2 separate regions of the Mus musculus genome follow, and region 2 is linked to region 1. A link is a contact called in public Micro-C data. All regions are on one chromosome and are shown on one strand. Each heading gives the region's core, a stretch centred on a gene start, on an enhancer-like site or on the middle of the called end of the contact. The rest is flanking DNA. Distances are from core to core; before and after follow the strand shown. Region 1 holds the start of Fam117b (family with sequence similarity 117, member B). Region 2 holds the start of Sumo1 (small ubiquitin-like modifier 1).

Region 1 (3,551 bases), core at 629-3,128:
AAAAAAAAGGAACTAAGCAACTAGCTTCAGCAGACCATGTTTTAACTATGCAAACCATTTTAACTTTTGATCTAATACAGCTTATCTGATGAAAACAGTTTTTTAGCTTAAAAAAAGGAGGCCTTTAGGTCAGTAACAAACAAAACAAATTATCAGAGAGCCTAGGATACCAGAATATATTTCAAAAGGAAGCCATTGGCCATTTACACTTGAGTAAGACAGAAAGACTTAGTAACAGAATGTCTTTACTTTTCTGAGGTCTTTTCTGAGGTTTTGTCTGTTGGGATGCACACATATATGTACAATGATGAATGAATGAATGAATGAATGAATGGAGAGAGACTGCTAGAAAAGGAGTTCTGAGAACTTCCTGCACAGCCTCTTCTCATCAAATCCTTGGTTAATATTTAGAACTGTCTGTAGCAGATGGTATTGCTTAGCTGCACCTTACAAATAAGAAACTTGTTTATGGACATACCTGAGATCACAGGCTATGTGGGGGATCTGACTGTCTCCAGGACCCTAGGAACCTATCTAACAGCTTTCTACAGGAACCCAATAGGGCTTGAGGCCTAGAACCTGTTACCAGAACCACCACGCCTTGGTTAAGGGATCTTTTTAGAATGTATAGCTATTAAAGCCATAAAGGGATTAAGGATGCCACGTGCAGTCTGCATGTCGACTTTTTAATTGAAGAGGAACCCGCGTATTATGATTACTTTAGAATTTCTTGCCTTTCAGAGAGTTCTTATGAAAGCCATGGAGACTTATTTTCTCCACCAGACTAAACTATGAATGGTGGGCCAATGAAACGGCTCAGTCTGATGCATGAGTCTGATTCCCTGCACAGACATGTTAGAAAAGAACAGGCTGTCCTTTGACCTCTACATGCATGCACATGCTTATTCACAAACCAGATACATAAATGTAATAAATAAATAAATAAATAAATAAATAAATAAATAAATATGGGTGGTGCACCCAGTTCTGTCTCAAATAGAGAGGAGCAAGTGGAGGCCACAGCACTTTATAAACTTGCATCTTTCTAAGGTATAAGGGAACTGTAAAGTAACTGATTAAATAAATTCTTTATTACTTGAGATCTATAAGGGTGGGGGCTAGTAGCAACACTACTCGATAACTGAACTTCACAGATACCATCTAAAGTTGCATTCTAACCTGCAAATATAATCGTTCTGATATTTGAATCTTTGTAGCGCCAAAAAGAAAAGAGAAGAAAGATATAAAATACCCTAGAATTAAAGTTCTTTTATTTTAGAGCCCTGCTCATAGGTAGATGGAATTAGGGCAGAACAAAAAGATTGGGGGGCGGGGGTGAGGGGAGTCTCCAAAGAGATGTGCGTACGTGTTAACTTACAGACACCACTGCTGTAAGGAAATGAGTTTCAGAGGGAAAGAGTCGGTTCAGACCATCCCCGGGGACACCGTGGTCCCGTACAGTCCGTCCCTTTGGCCAAATTCCCGGAGTCCCAGGGGCTCCCTCCAGCGGGAAACAGGGACGCGCGTGGCCGGGCGCGCGCCTACACGTACACGCACGTGTACACACACACACACGCACGCACACACGTCCGCACACGCACGCAACCCCCCCTCACCCCCCACCCCCGCATCCCTCTACACAAGCCACAAGCGTTCCCTCCGCACCCCTCCTCCTGCCACGGCCGGTTTCCTCCGCCGCCCGACCCCTCGGGGGCGGGCCTCTTTCTCTTTAAAGAGCAGAAGCAGCCTCGGGAGCCGAGATGCGCGCAGCCAATCAGCGAGGCCGAGTGGCTCGAGCGCGCTGACGCTACACCAATGAGCGGCGGCAGGGGGCGGGGACAACGGAGGAGACACTATTGTTGATGAGGAGCCGCGGCGGCGGCTGCATCACCTCGTCGGTGCCCGTCGCTGCCCGCGCGCCCCCTGGTCCTGAAGTCAGGCTACGTCACCCGCTGGCTCAGGCCTTCCCTCGGGCCCCGAGCAGCCGGTCCCCGCCGCCCAGCACCCCCGGCCGCCGTCTCTGGGGCGGGGGGACCATGTCCCAGCGGGTGAGGCGCAATGGGTCTCCCACGCCCGCCGGCGCCCTCGCGGGTGGCGCGGTCGGCCCGCCCGGGGGCCCTGGGAGCCGCCTGCAGCCCATGAGGGCGACGGTGCCGTTCCAGCTGAAGCAGCAGCAGCAACATGGCAGCCCCACGCGGGGCGGCGGCGGCGGCGGCAACAACGGAGGCAACGGAGGCGCCTCAGGCCCCTCGGGCGGCGGCGGCAGTGGCGGCCCGCGCACCGCCTCACGCAGCACCAGCCCCACGCGCGGCGGCGGCGGCAGCGCGGCGGCGCGTACCAGCCCCACGGTGGCCACGCAGACGGGAGCGTCCGTGACGTCCACGCGCGGTACCAGCCCCACGCGCGGCACGGCGCCTGGGGCCCGAAGCAGTCCTCCGCGCCCGCAGCCGCCACCGCCCCTGCTGGGCACCGTGTCGTCGCCCAGTTCGTCGCCCACCCACCTGTGGCCGAGCGAGGTGATTGCGGCCCCACCCTCCGCCCGCGTCCGCCACCGGAGGAGGTCCCCAGAGCAGGGCCGACCCTCGGCGGAGAAGAGGAGCCCCAGCGCCCCGGTGTGCAAAGCAGGTACGTGGAGGACAGGGGTCCTGTGCCGCCGAGTGGGGACTGCAGCGCTCCGGTGGGGCGGGGCGGGGCGGGGCGGGGCGTGCGGTCCGCCACCCCTGCGTCTTGCCCGTGCGGGTCTCCGCCGTGGAGGTGCGGCCGCTAACCTTGGGCCTGGGCTCAATTTGTGGAAATCATAAACCCTGGGGTTTGGCCTTGCGTCGCTACTGCTGGGGCTGGTCCTGTCACTTTTGGTGACGCGGTTAATGCTTGCAAATAGCACTTGTGTGCTGCTTAGTGTTTCTGTTCCACAAAACAGTTTCGGATCTGGAGGACTGAATGCATCAGCAAAGGCGGATTTGGATCATTGAAGAGTTGTGAAGCTGGGAGCAGTTTTTGCATTTCGTAAGACTTAATGAGTAGCAAGAAGGGAGAAGTTAAGCAAGATTGCTTTGGGGTGTGTGCATAGGTCTATGTATGTGTTTACACATATACGTAAATGGTAGATAGCTAGCCTGAGGGTCTGAGTGTGTTTCTGAGATACTGGTTTTATTTCTCTTAGACTTATTCTTTGCTTCCCGCACCCCCCCCCCCCCAACACTCTCACTACCGCTGGCTGACCTGGAACTTGCAGTGTAGACCAGGCTGGCCTTGATCTGCCTGCCTCTGCCTTCCTAGTGCTGGGATTAAAGGCCTGCCCATTTTGTTTTGCTTTGGTTTTTTATGTTTATTTTTTATTTTTTGTTTGCGTTTTGAAACAGGCTCCCTGTAGCCTCATCTGGTCTGTAACTCACCATGTAGATAGGTTAGCCTCACCAACTGCCTCTGCCTTCTGAGTGCTGGAGTCAAAAGCATGCTACTTTGCCAGGCTACAAAATGCTTTTAAAAGATGTTAAGAGGATTCCCTCCCTTCAATAATGGGCAAGTGGTTTTCATACACGACCTCATTT
Region 2 (3,551 bases), core at 474-2,973, 240 kb before region 1:
CTACAGAGTTCCAGGACTTAAGCATTTACAGCTGATCTTTCTGAGCTGGTAACTAAGTAAACAACTGTCATAAACAAATTATTCATAAAGTCATTTCTATCCCAAAAGAGGATTAATTCAGATTATTAATAAGTAAATCCATGCCACAATTAGTCTACAGTGTAGATAGGCTATAAAAATAGAACCACCCTGGCCAGTCTGTGGTGGCACAAGCCTTTTATCCCAGCACTCAGGAGACAGAAACAGGCCGATCTCTATAAATTGGAGGCCAGCCTGGTCTACAGAGTGTTCCTAGAAAGCCAAGGCTACACAGAAAATCCGTGTCTCAAACAACAACAACAAATTTTTTTTTTAAAAAAGTCCAACTACATTGTGAAGTTGAATGAAAAAGTTTACTGAATAATTATCACAAAAGAAGAAAAAGTTAAAAAAAAAATACTCTGAAAATTAAGTCATCTGAGCAAACCAAAGCAAAGTCAGACCAAAACCTTATGTATATAAAAACTAGCCACAAAGGTAGTAACTAAAATAGGATGAAGAAAAATTTAGGTGGCAAGGAGTCACTCCTATTTGAAGGCAAATACCATGCAAATCCTTGATTCCAAAACCGAGACACACTGTTTTACTACTAATTGACAGCTTTCTGCAAATATTCTGCAATTGTACAACACGGATAACTTTTTTTTTCTCTATTTCTTCGAAAATTAGTTCAGAAACTTCTGGAAGAGAGGTTTGGGGGTGCATATAATCTAAATGCGTCATCTGATTATCAAAGAACAAAAAACGTGCTATATTTTTTTTTAAAGTGCCAAGCATCTGCTGGTTAAAGCCCAGACGAAATGGCTTGTTGGTGGTGGCACTCCATACACAGTTTGCTGTTTCTCGGTTATTCTGAGCGCTCTGAGAACTGGAGAGTTGATGGACCAATCCCGAGTAAGAAATGGAAAGTACAGCGAAAGAGCGGACCGTTCCGCACCCCCGGAAGGAAAAAAAAAAAAAAAAGACTGAGGTGTGCAGAGATGGACGGACCCTCCAGGCAAACACAACGGAAAAGCAGCGTCCTCTGGGCTCCCAGTCACCTCAGACACGGCTCCCCGGCCGCCCCCCACTCTCCGGGACCAAGAACCCAAAGTGGAGTCGAGCTGCTTTTCAGGGCCACCTAGCCTCCCAGTCGGGGATTTCCCTCCCGTTACATAACTGGGCCTAGGGCCTGGTTTCTGCCATCCGTCGTCCGAAGGGAAACGGTCGTTTTCCCCTCAGCTTGCTCTCGGGGACAAGGGAGCGGGCCTGGGCCCCCTGCGAGCCCGCGAGAAACCTGGGCGCCGTCGAGAGAGCCCCGGCGCCGGGTGGCGCGGGGGTAGGGGCCTCGGAGAGGGGCGCGGAGGGCGCGTGGAACCCAGAGCCCCGGGGTCCCAGGCGGCCTGGCCCGACTCCGCCAGGCGCCCCGCGTCCCTCGCGGCCCCCTCCCCACGGGCAGCCCCCTTCTCCAGCCGCCCCCTCCCCCGCGCCTCAGTCCAGGGCCCCAGCCCGCGGCCGACGGCCCTGAGCCCTAAGGCCCCGGCCCGGTACCTGGTCAGACATGGTGACGTGGATTCACCCGGGGGTCTCCGCACCACTGCGGCCTCCGGCAGGCAGAACCTCACTCTGAGGTTTACAAATCCGTCCCTTCTCTACAGCACAACACCGCGGCTGCAGGGACTTCCTCTACGTCTTGCGTCACTTCCGCTGCGCGCAGAGGCGAGTTAGCGAAGACGGGAAAAGGAAGCGGGAAAACGCCGTAAGGAAGGCCGGGGGCTAAAATCCTCCAGGTTGTAAACTACTTGCCTGGAGCAAGAGAACTGCTAGGACTTCGGAGGGAGGGAGAATCAGGCCCGCTGCCGCAGCCCTCAGGGAGACCAGCGCTTTGCCTGCAGGCCGAATGTCTGGGGTCAAACTGACTGCTTAGGCTCCTCCCGGTGGGACGACTTGCGCGCTTCTGAGGCCCGGACCAACCCTCACTGAATATAGTGAATTACCCGTATAGTATTTTTATAGGCCCCTCATGCTTGCTGTTGCCACATTCGTGACTCCGGGTGATAGAGGCAGAGGCTACCGGATCTCTGTGAGTTCGTGGCCATCTTCATCTACAAAGTGAGTTCCAGGACAGGACATAGAACCCTGTTGGGGGCGGGGGAGATGAGGGGGCACAAAAAGACGACCCTTCAGGACACATCTTTTGTTCTTGTGTTTTGAGGCAGGGTCTCACTAATAGCCTTGGCTATTATAGAACATTGCAATGTCAACCAGACTGGCCTCCAACTCGTAGAGATCCTCTTGCCTCTGCCTCCCAAGTGCCACCACACCCCCAGCTAGAACAAAGTCTTGGTGGCTACAGACAACTAAAATGCTACTGAAAGTTTTGAAGTTGTAGGCAGGAGCGCCTTCCAACGCATAAACTAGTTGCCTTGTGTCATAGAAAGACCTAAACTGCTTCCTTTGAATACAGTGACCTTGCACAAGCATTCAAGGAGGATTAAGGTTATAATAAGTAAAGGGGGAAAAATGAAAACTTAAATCAAAAACCCTTCACAGAACAAGACATTAGTAAAATAATCTTTTCTGTAAATAGTAATGAGCCAACTATAAATGACCCAGTAGTCAAAGAGCACTGGCTACTCTTCCAGAGGACTCAAGTCTGAGTCCCAGCACCCATGCATGCATTCAAAACTGCCTGTAACTCTAGTCCCAAGAATCAGATACTTTTTTCAGCACCAAGCCAAAGCCTGAATGCGGTTCATAAACACATTCAGACAAAAACACCCATACAAAATTAAAAATTAGTAGGTACAATATAATTACTAATGAAAATACTGAACATTCACATGCGAAAGGAGAAAGAATTTAAATCCCTATTTCACTGCATATACAAAATTAAAATGTTTCAACGGTGTTTATGTAAGACTGTTTTAGGGTTTTTTTTTTAAGATTTATTTATTTATTTTATGTATATGAGTACACTGTAGATGTTGCAGATGGTTGCAAGCCTTCATGTGGTTGTTGGGAATTGAATTTAGGATCTCTGCTTGCTCCAGTCAGCTCCGCTCACTCCAGTCAACCCTGCTCTCTCAGTCCCTGCTCACTCTGACTCAAAGACTTATTTATTATTATTTGTAAGTACACTGTAGCTGTCTTCAAATGCTCCAGAATAGGGTATTAGATCTCATTACAGATGGTTGTGAGCTGCCATGTGGTTGCTGGGATTTGAACTCAGGACCTTCGGAAGAGCAGTCAGTGCTCTTACCCACTGAGCCATCTCACCAGCCCTGTTTTAGGTTTTTTTATTGCTGGAAAGAAACACGATGTGCCTTTGCACATTGAGGAGGAAAGAGATTATTTGGCTTACAGGACAGGAACTCAAGCATGTGGGAACCTGGAGGCAGGAGCTGGTGCAGAGGCCATGGAGGGTGCTGCTTACTGGTTTACTCCTCAGCCAGCTTTCTTTTGGAACCCAGGACTACCAGCCTTGTATGGTATCACTCACAATGGGCTGAGCCTCACCCATTGATCACTAA

Evidence for each region. A called contact is a pair of places that touch in the nucleus more often than the background predicts.
Region 2: a contact with region 1 is called in a Micro-C map of embryonic stem cells, with 2.8 times the contacts expected there. The contact joins the promoter of Sumo1 here to the promoter of Fam117b in region 1. A contact is called at or near these places in 2 of 39 promoter capture datasets (erythroid cells and pre-B cells), 2 of 484 Hi-C or Micro-C datasets (embryonic stem cells and natural killer cells) and 1 of 115 datasets of contacts at active chromatin or transcription factors (memory CD8 T cells).

Annotation. Positions count from the first base shown.
Region 1 is chr1:59,911,128-59,914,678 of GRCm38.p6, forward strand. Fam117b (family with sequence similarity 117, member B) reads left to right here and starts at 1,879. Exons shown (of 8, transcript NM_001037725.3): 1 at 1,879-2,625. The coding sequence starts at 2,037.
Region 2 is chr1:59,669,111-59,672,661 of GRCm38.p6, forward strand. Sumo1 (small ubiquitin-like modifier 1) reads right to left here and starts at 1,724. Exons shown (of 5, transcript NM_009460.2): 1 at 1,570-1,724. The coding sequence starts at 1,581.